Regions from separate parts of the Mus musculus genome. Here region 2 is linked to region 1. The links are chromatin contacts, called in public Hi-C maps. All regions are on one chromosome and are shown on one strand. The core of a region is the stretch at or near the end of the contact, and the rest is flanking DNA. Distances in the headings are between cores, read along the strand shown.

Region 1 (4,436 bases), core at 480-2,979:
CACCTGCACACCCACTGTCCTTACATGGCTCCTTAGGCTACAGCTTTGTCTGTCCTATGCCTCCCATAGCTTACCTGCCTCCATGGCTAGAAGCCCTCTACTTGCTTACTATACTGTTTACCAAGAACTTGAAGTTGTGTGGTAAAGGAAAGAAAGAGCTTATGAGGTAGATGGAGTCTGGCAGACCCTTACCCTCCAGTGCATATTTCATGTCTTGAGCAAACAGATGCCACATCACTTCTGCACTGACTTTTCCTACGTTCAACTCCTGAGGAAACCTGAGAGATGGAAAAAAACATGGTAAACATCAAGGCAAGAGCTATTTGGTTTTATTTATCCCAAGGTACCTAGTTCTCACAAGACATAATGAAGAGGAGTTGAGTCCTAGGGAACAGGACTAGACTGAGTCTGGAGAAAAGGGGCCCAGGGACTAATGGGAGAATAAATGACGGAGAGGGGGACCATATTAGCTAAGATGAACCCAAAGGACAGAATGCCCAGAAGGTACAGACAAGGCATTGAATCCCTGAGGAGGGTTGAGGCTGAAGGACAGGCTCAGGATAGATAAGCTGCAGGAGAAAGAGCAGGGGTGGGCCTTAAGAGGCCAGCTTTTTTTCATTGTGGACGGGCACATGCACACACAGTCTCTGGGTCCCCTGGGGCTCCCCTAACAGTTACAGTCCCAGAAGCCTTTCTCTCTGGGGAGGCTATCCCATCCTGTATAGGGCCCCCCCTTATGTTTCCACACCTGTCTCCAGAAACAGTTACCCAGACAGATACAAGGGACAGAGGGACAGATGGACGGACAGTTGGAAGAGGTGGCACTGCAAACATACAGAGATAGGAAAGAGAGAGACTGTTAGATGGACAGACCAATCCCCAACCAGACAGAGCCAAGTAGGGTGATACTCACTGGCTCAGAACAGGTGTGTAGGAATTCTTATCCTCCTCTATGATCGAAACAATGAGTGTGATAAGTTTGGGCCAGAAATCCAAGTTCCGAATGCTGGGCCCTGGTTCCTCTAGAGGTTGTTCCTGCTTCGTGTTCAGGGGAGGGGTGGGGCATGGAGAAAGGGAGCTAGTCACAACAGTACTGAAAAGACTCTTCCTTTTTCTTTTTCCTCTACCATGCCTGCTACTTTAAAGTTAGGGATACTTCCTTTTCTGGCACACGACTTCTAAATGACTGCCTCAGCTCCATAAGAGGGGTGACTACTGGGAGACCCTTCAACCACTGAGAATTGCTATCCTCAGCTCTGGGGCTCTCTTCTGGTATGCTTGGACAATCTAAGAGATATAAAGGCACTTGTGATTCTTCTCTTAGTCACTATGGACATGTGACTCTGGCTGAAATGAGCATCCTCTAGCCTCACTAACACGTCTGTTTCTGTAAGATCCGCCCACCCCCAGGCAACCTTCCTTTTCCAGATGTCCCTGTTTAAATCCACATTTCACACAGCACACACAGACATCCTAATTCTAAGAAGCTCCTTCAAGCTGAGCAGGACAAACCCTGTGTGCAGTTTGACCTAATTTTCAGTGGGGCCAGTCTTCTTTGGATCCCTTGAAGGCTATTGCTGGCTGGAAGAAATGCACCTGGAAAGCTATTTGCCAATCCAAAGAAGATGATTTGCTTAGGAGACAAAGGAATATAACAATGAGTCTCAGGAAAAGAATAGTCACTCATATTCAGATCCCAGGCAAAGACAATTTATGATTACTACAGAGACTGGAATGCACATTCTTTCTCACGGGAGCAGAGGCAAGTGTGGAACTTTTATGTGAATACTACATGTTACTACAGTTTCCAAAATCCCCTAACGAGCCTGAAGTCAGCAGAGACCAGGACTGAATCCATATGTCATTGACTTGACCTTAGTGTCACTTATATGCACCTTTTTCTTTTAGTTTTTCTGCCACTAGCCCAGCAAAGACTCATTCAAAAGACACCCTAGGCCTTTGAACTGCAGTCCACTATATACATCCTCCAGTGAGCTACCAGTGATTTCTCTGTACGGGAATCTCAGAGCTCTTCCATGGTCCTCAGTTAAGTTAGACTCCTTCATTGGACACAATGGTCGTTAGGCTGCTCCCTTCCTCTCCACTCCACATCGTGCCAGTTCTCTTGTGTTGCACTGCATCATGCTTACTCTGGCGCCTGGCAGCTGCTAACAGCTTTGCACACACTATCTCATTTCATCTGCTTGGCGATTCTTGAGCACAAGTTGCTAGTTTCTCACGCTCTGGATGAGGAGACAAAAGCACAGTGAGCTTCTGTGACCTGCCCTCTGTCCTAGAGCTAAGACCTGACCTCACAGCGGGTGAGCTCCGAAGTCTGAGGTTACAAAGACCTGAGTAAAACTGCTCAGGCCTTCTGAGATTAACATGTGCATGAATAATTCTGTGCCTCCAATACTCTATTTCCCTCCCTCTTCCCTTCAGCTCCTTTCTTGATATCAGTTCTAGGCCTTCCTCAAAATCCAGCTAGACTTTCTGCAAAGTTGTCTCTGGCACTCCTGGCTTGGTTAGATGACCCCCCCCCCCAGGCTCCCAGAACAGTCTATGAATTTCTGGTATTAGCATATCAGATATCTAAAACTATAATAAAATATAATAAAACAACAAAAATAACGACAAATGCAGTAATTTGCCCTCATTTCTACCAAACCAGAATCTCTCCCAAGGCTGTGTAAAACTGTGTTTCACTTGACTTTGCGTTCTAATTCTCCATGTGTTCAATGAATAGGTGGGCAAATGAGCTCTGCCTGAGGACTCGTAGAGGAAATAAGAACTAATGGAAAAATAGGAGTTTTTGTTTGTTGATATGCAACTGAACAGAAACTCCACGAGTTTACTCGAGTGCATACATTGTCTCATGGAAATAAGATTCAGAGAAAGTAGAAAAGTAGATAGAAAATAAAGAGACTAAAGCCAAGTCCCTGGAGCATTTGCAGCCTTGTTCAGAGCTTTGTTCATTATTATGCTGGAGCAGAGAGATCAAATATTAAAACATCTGCATGGTTGAAAGATTAGAGCTGAGAACAGTATCTTTCACTAGCCAAAGAGAATACATAAATGAGTGATAGAGAAACCCAGAATATACCACAAGCTAAACAAAGGCCCCAGAAAAACCTCCCATGGAGACCAGAACCAGTGGAAGGTTTATAAAACCTTTAAATGCGGAAGCCTAAGTATATGGCTGGCATAAAAAGAACATTTAGAATGAGAGAAGGCAGCATGAAGAAAAGATCTTAGACTAGTGGTTCTCAACTTTCCTAACACTATATTAGACCCTTTAATATAGTTCCTCATGTGTGATGACCCCAACCATAGAATTATTTTCATTGCTACTTCATAATTGTAATTTTGCTCTTATTAACCATAATGTTAATATTTGTGCTTTCTGGTGATCTTAGAGGACTCCTATGAAAAGGTTGTCTACCTCCAAAAGAGTCATGACCCACAGGTTGAGAACCACTGTCTTAGATCTTTACTAAGGTCCTCCAAGGAAGCATTACAGCTTGGATATATTCACTAAAAGATGGGTGTTCAATAGATTTCCATCATTTTGGTCCTATTGCCTTATCACCCTTCTTTTATGTTCCCATTGTTGAACCAAGAATGAATTCTTCCTCCTTGGAATCTCTTCACTCTTATGCCTTTCTCAAAATACTTTTAAAAGCCCACACTGGGTGAATATACATGCATGTGTGTGTGAGACTGGGGAGTCCTTCAGGGAGCACTTAAGACTTCTCTCAGACCTGGCTTGGAACATTTTATATACATATACATTCATACATACAGATATACATACACACATATGTATACTTGTTGGATTGTGTGTGTTTGCTGCACTAAAGGAAAGTGAATCTGCAAAAGCATAAGTTAGCAAGACATAGCTGTAATTGAGTTATTGGAACTAAAAAGAAGTCCTGCCGGTCAGTGGTAACGCACACCTTAAATCCCAGTACTTGGGAGGCAGAGGCAGGAGGATTTCTGAGTTCGAGGCCAGCCTGGTCTACAGAGTGAGTTCCAAGACAGTCAGGGCTACACAGAGAAACCCTGTCTCAAAAAAACCAAAAAAAAAAAAAAAAAAAGTCCTGGCTTTTAAATGGTTGGCAGAAGAGTTATATAGTTGGAAGAATCCAGATAGATGGGACTGGAGAAGTGGCTCAGCCAGTAAAGATATCTTTCACCAAGTCTGATGACCTGAGTTCAATCCCTGAGACTAACATTCTAAAAAGAGAGAACCAATTCCTACAGGTATTCTTTCTCCTCCATGTATGTATGTGCACACACATCCATAAACCACAACATAATCAAACAAATGTAATCATTTGTTTAAAGAAAAATGAACTAAGTTTCCAAGCATTGAGTTAGAATCTAACCTAGAACAGATAAAGTAGCTCAGATTCACAGACAGCTAGGCTCAGCCT
Region 2 (4,423 bases), core at 789-3,288, 170 kb before region 1:
AGAGGGGGTAAACTTCCTGTGCCATGAAGCCTGTACTCAGCCAAGGTCGGAATCTTCTGGTCCTCCTTCGGTGGCTGCTGGGATGTGGCAGGGCGCACAGTAGGAGGGCAGGTATGGCTCCATGGTGATACACTGTCGGCTGCTGTGCCCTGCTCTGGAGGCGGGGAGCAGGAGGTAGAGGCAGAGGAGTCGGTGCTAGACCCAAAGGGGCCGGCACTCCGGACTGGGGAGTAGCTTCCCAGGGGCGATGGCCGCGAGGTCTCTGGTTCAGGCCCAGCGTTTCTGGCGCCTCTGCCAGAGGCCTGCGATGTGAATGGCTGCGGCTCTCCTGAGGGAGCTGGGGCTGGGCCTTGAGCAGTAGAGATAACCAGCGGGGCGGGCTGCTGTGCGCGGCTGCAGGGCATAGAGAGGCTGTAGAGCTGGGAGAGGCTGTGCAGGGCCCGGGCCTTGGCCAGCTGCTTGGGGAAGTGATGTTGGAACACGAACGGCTGGATCGGTAGGGTGGTCGGCCTCTGTTCCTTGCTGTAGCGAAGGACGGGTCGGCTTTCGGTGCCACCCCCTGTAGCAACAGCGATGGAGAAGGACTGAATCAGAGAGACACTGAAACCCAAGCGGGAGGAAGAATCACAAGGATCGGTGATACCCAATGGGGATAATGGGCTAGCCTGGGCTACAGGCCCTGAACAGGGACAGGCAGGTTCCTCCTTTGCGGAGGGGACGCTGCTCCTCCCTGTAAGCCTGCCCTGCGCTTTTTATGACCGGGAATGCCTTCTGCCTCTCCACTTTCTCAACTCTGCAGGTGTCAAGGCATGTTTGGAGGCTCCGTGCTCACCTCACTGAGCAAGTGCTCCCTGGCAAAGGTAGCTGTGTTTCAGACTTTCACACAGATGGCTCCCAGGCCCACAGCATCTAGCTCCCCTTGACCATCCTGCTGTGGAAAGGGCTTTGCTTTCGTTTTAAACGAAAACAGCCTGGCTAGAAACATTGTTCCTAAACCGTGTCGCCGGAAGCTTCTACACTCTTTTCATCTACGGGCTCTGCGCGGGTTTTCCTGATACCTTCCATTTCTGTCAGAGTCAGTGCCAAGATGTCGCTGACTTCAAGTTCTCTCTACCCATCCACCACCCTGTCTCCACTCACACACTCCACTCCGATTTTGAGCAAATTCAGCAGTAAGACAAGTAAGTATTTACTTGTAGCCAAATCGGCCAAACTTCATTTTGTTTTTTGAGACAGGGTTTCTCTGTGTAGCCCTGGCTGTCCTGGAACTCACTTTGTAGCCCAGGCTGGCCTCGAACTTAGAAATCCACCTGCCTCTGCCTTCCAAGTGCTGGGATTAAAGGCGTGCGCCACCACTGCCCGGCTCCCTGTATGTGCTCCCAATCCTGATCTCTCCCATGATCCCCTCCTAAGAACTTCAAAATCTACCTCTGCTCTCTTTGAAGAGGGATATTTTCCAACTCTTGGGATTTTTTTCCCAGCCACGTTTCAGGTCAGTGTTCCTTAAATCACAGGTCCCAGAACTAAACTGAGGTCCAGAACAATGCAGGGTGCCACGGTATTTGTTAATGAACTGTTATCTCAATAAAACACCGTTCATGCTGCAGCTATCTAAATGAACACAAGGTGGCGCCACACACTCTTCTAGGGCCTAAAGCCCTGGGCGTGGCTCAACAAGAAGCAGGAGGAATTCATTTCTCCACAGATCAAGAAACTTATTTGTGTTTGTTTTTTGAGACAGAGTCTCATGTAGTTCAGAGTGACTTTGAACTTGCTGCGTGGCTAAGACTGCTCCTGCCACAGCTTCTAAGTGCTGGCTTTGTTACAAGTCTGAGCCACCTTGCTACACACAGATCAGGGAAATTTAAGTTAAGTTGTTGTCTCAAGTTAAGGTCACTCAGCTGGGAAATAGCAGAGCACAGAATGTTGCCCAAACCAGAGTCGGCTTCTGGGGCCAAAGTTCTTGACCACATCACATTACACACACAGTGATGTCAGGCTGGGTTTGCTGGGCCATCTTTCTTACTCACGTCATGGAGTCATGAGGGATGCGTACACAGGCTCATAGAGAAGTGTTCACTCATGCTCCCTGACATCCCCAGTTCTCAGAGGACAGCCTGTCTTCCTTGATGTGCTCAACACACCTCCACCACTCAGTCCTTAATCATACCTAGTCACTAACGCCCTGGGGCCTCGTCCCTGCTGTGATCTGCCTGAGATTTCATCAGTCCCTTCCTGCTCAGCCCTCTCACCCAGTTTCATTTCCTTTTTGTAAAGTGTCGGGAAGAATTTTCTAACGTGTTTGCTGCCTGTTACTCTTCACAGGATTTCCAGAAAAGTCGGGACCAAATCCTCTCAGTCGCTGTGTCTCTAGGGTCTGGGCGCATCTCAGGAACCGAACAGTTAAATGAACGACTCTCTACTTCTGATTCAGTCTAGTCTCCTCTGCCTCAAATCACCTTATATAAATCTGATTTTCTTGAAAAAATGAATTTATCTGTGGTTGTTGCTCAGAGAATAAAGATCACATGTGCTGTGTACCTGGGAAGCAGCCCCAGTTCCTGGGTTCCTTCTTACAAGGTAGCATCCAGAGTCCCAGGGGCAGCCAGTCAGTGCTCTGTGTTCAAAGGAAGGAAGCAACCCCCCACCCCCGCTGGAATCTACCTCTGGGCATGGATTTGGGAATGGTTGATGCACATTTTGCAATCTGTTATTCGCCCCAAATCAACTCAAGGACACTTTACAAATCGAATTTCACTCTGGCCTCGGTCTGATTAATTTTGCTCTATCAAGATTTGGCAAGATCCCTTTTCTCAACCGCCGACCCTGCTGCTCAGGTTCTCAGGAGGAGCCTCAGCTTCTTCCAGTCCTGTCCAAACTGGTTCTTCCTTGGCTATCCATAAATTCAACCAACTGTCAACTCATTTGTTGGCTTTAAAAAGAGTGCACAGGATCAGGGGAAAGAGGGTGACAGCGTCACTGGAGGCTGCCCTGACGGAGAAGTCCCACTGGGACTGGGGAGGAAGCGCTTCTGGTAGAGAGCCTGCCCAGTAAGGCAGTACTAAGCCCGGTCAGTCCGAAGGGCTGAGCGTACCCAGAGGTTCATTCCTGTAGTCCCAGCAGGAGGCAGAGGCAGCGGCCTCAAGGTCGTCCTTGGCTACACAGTTTGACGATAACCTGGGATTCATAAGACCCTGCTTCAAAATAGTTTAAAAAAAAAAGTAAACCTTATTTCGTGTGTGTGTATGGGAAGAGGCATGCGGAAATCATGGGTTAATTTTTTCCTTCCCCCATTTAGACTCTAGGATCAAAGAGCCTATTGGCAAACGCCTTTACTGGCTGAACCATCTCGCTGACCCAAGAAAAATGCTTACATTTTTAAAAATATCAAAAGCTCTTTAAATTTTTGAGTCTAGTGAAAACACTTCAGTGGCTGCTGGCTCTCTCCTCTGTCTCTTCCTCTTTCCTCTCCTTTTCTTTTGTTCCATTATCTTGGATATGTGGTGTCTCTGTGTGTGTACACACGTTTGCATGCATGTGAGTATTTGTGGAGGCCCCCAAGTTGATACTGAGACTCATCCTTGATCACCCATCTACCTCAGACCCAGAGCTCTTGGATCTGGTCAGTCTTTGTAGCATGCTCTGGGCATCCGTCTCTGTCTCCTGAGCCTGGAATTATGGGTAGGCTGCACAGCTACCAGGTATTGGTGGCATCTGCAGTTTCGAGGGTGGTGACTGTGATACCTGGCAAGGTGCTTTAATCACCAAGCCACCTCTCCAGACCCCCTTTAAAATATTTAAACATTTTGAGACAATATAGACCTGGCTGGTCTGGAACTTGCTATGTAGAACAAGCTGTCCTCAAAAATCACAAAAGTCTACCAGGCCTCTTTGCCTCATGAGTGCTGGGATTAAAGGTGTGTGCTACCGAGCCTGGCTGAAATATGTATTTTAATGATCATTGTGTGTGTGCACGTACAGGTGTGGGAGTCAGAGGACAACTGTGCAGGGTGGGTCCTGTCCTTTCATGTAAATTCTAAGGATTGAACTCAGGTCACCCAGCTGCGACCACAAGGGCCTCTACCCGCCGGGCCACCTCGCTGGTCCCATCTTAAACTTCGGATTGAATTTTCAGCCTTCGCTTCCTAAATGCTAGAATTACAGGTGAGCCCGACAAGCCCAGCTTCATCTCCAACCTTGAGGGTTGCTTTGCTCAGCCCTTAAGTCACACTATCCATCCCCTGGTTCTATTCCTGTTTACTTTGTAATTCCACACATTCTTCATGGATGACCACTTTTAACTACCCCTCCTCCCTCCCGCCCTCCCTGGCAGGGTCTCACTCTATAGCCCCGTCTGGGTGAGAGATCACCGAATAAGTAAGGCAGTGTGCTTAGAACCCACAGAGGCCCACTACTGCTCCTA

The links. A called contact is a pair of places that touch in the nucleus more often than the background predicts.
Region 2: a contact with region 1 is called in a Hi-C map of muscle stem cells, with 3 times the contacts expected there. The contact joins two enhancer-like sites. A contact is called at or near these places in 13 of 39 promoter capture datasets (3T3-L1-derived adipocytes, the C10 cell line, the HPC-7 cell line and 9 more), 10 of 484 Hi-C or Micro-C datasets (the G1E-ER4 cell line, brain, embryonic fibroblasts and 7 more), 7 of 115 datasets of contacts at active chromatin or transcription factors (craniofacial prominence, embryonic basal ganglia, embryonic stem cells and 2 more) and 4 of 9 other capture datasets (adipose tissue, embryonic stem cells, liver and 1 more).

Annotation. Positions count from the first base shown.
Region 1 is chr4:43,246,059-43,250,494 of GRCm38.p6, reverse strand. It overlaps Unc13b (unc-13 homolog B), which reads right to left. Exons shown (of 40, transcript NM_001384106.1): 25 at 914-1,038; 26 at 193-278. Among named protein-coding and RNA genes, the nearest start is that of Atp8b5, 19 kb to the left of the region's middle. Within about 2 kb of position 1,729, at least 17 of the 459 cell types and tissues checked have an H3K27ac peak or open chromatin away from gene starts, as enhancers often do. A contact at or near this core is called in muscle stem cells, where this site is marked.
Region 2 is chr4:43,417,741-43,422,163 of GRCm38.p6, reverse strand. It overlaps Rusc2 (RUN and SH3 domain containing 2), which reads right to left. Exons shown (of 12, transcript NM_199057.3): 3 at 1-559. Among named protein-coding and RNA genes, the nearest start is that of Fam166b, 9.2 kb to the left of the region's middle. Within about 2 kb of position 2,038, at least 131 of the 459 cell types and tissues checked have an H3K27ac peak or open chromatin away from gene starts, as enhancers often do. A contact at or near this core is called in muscle stem cells, where this site is marked.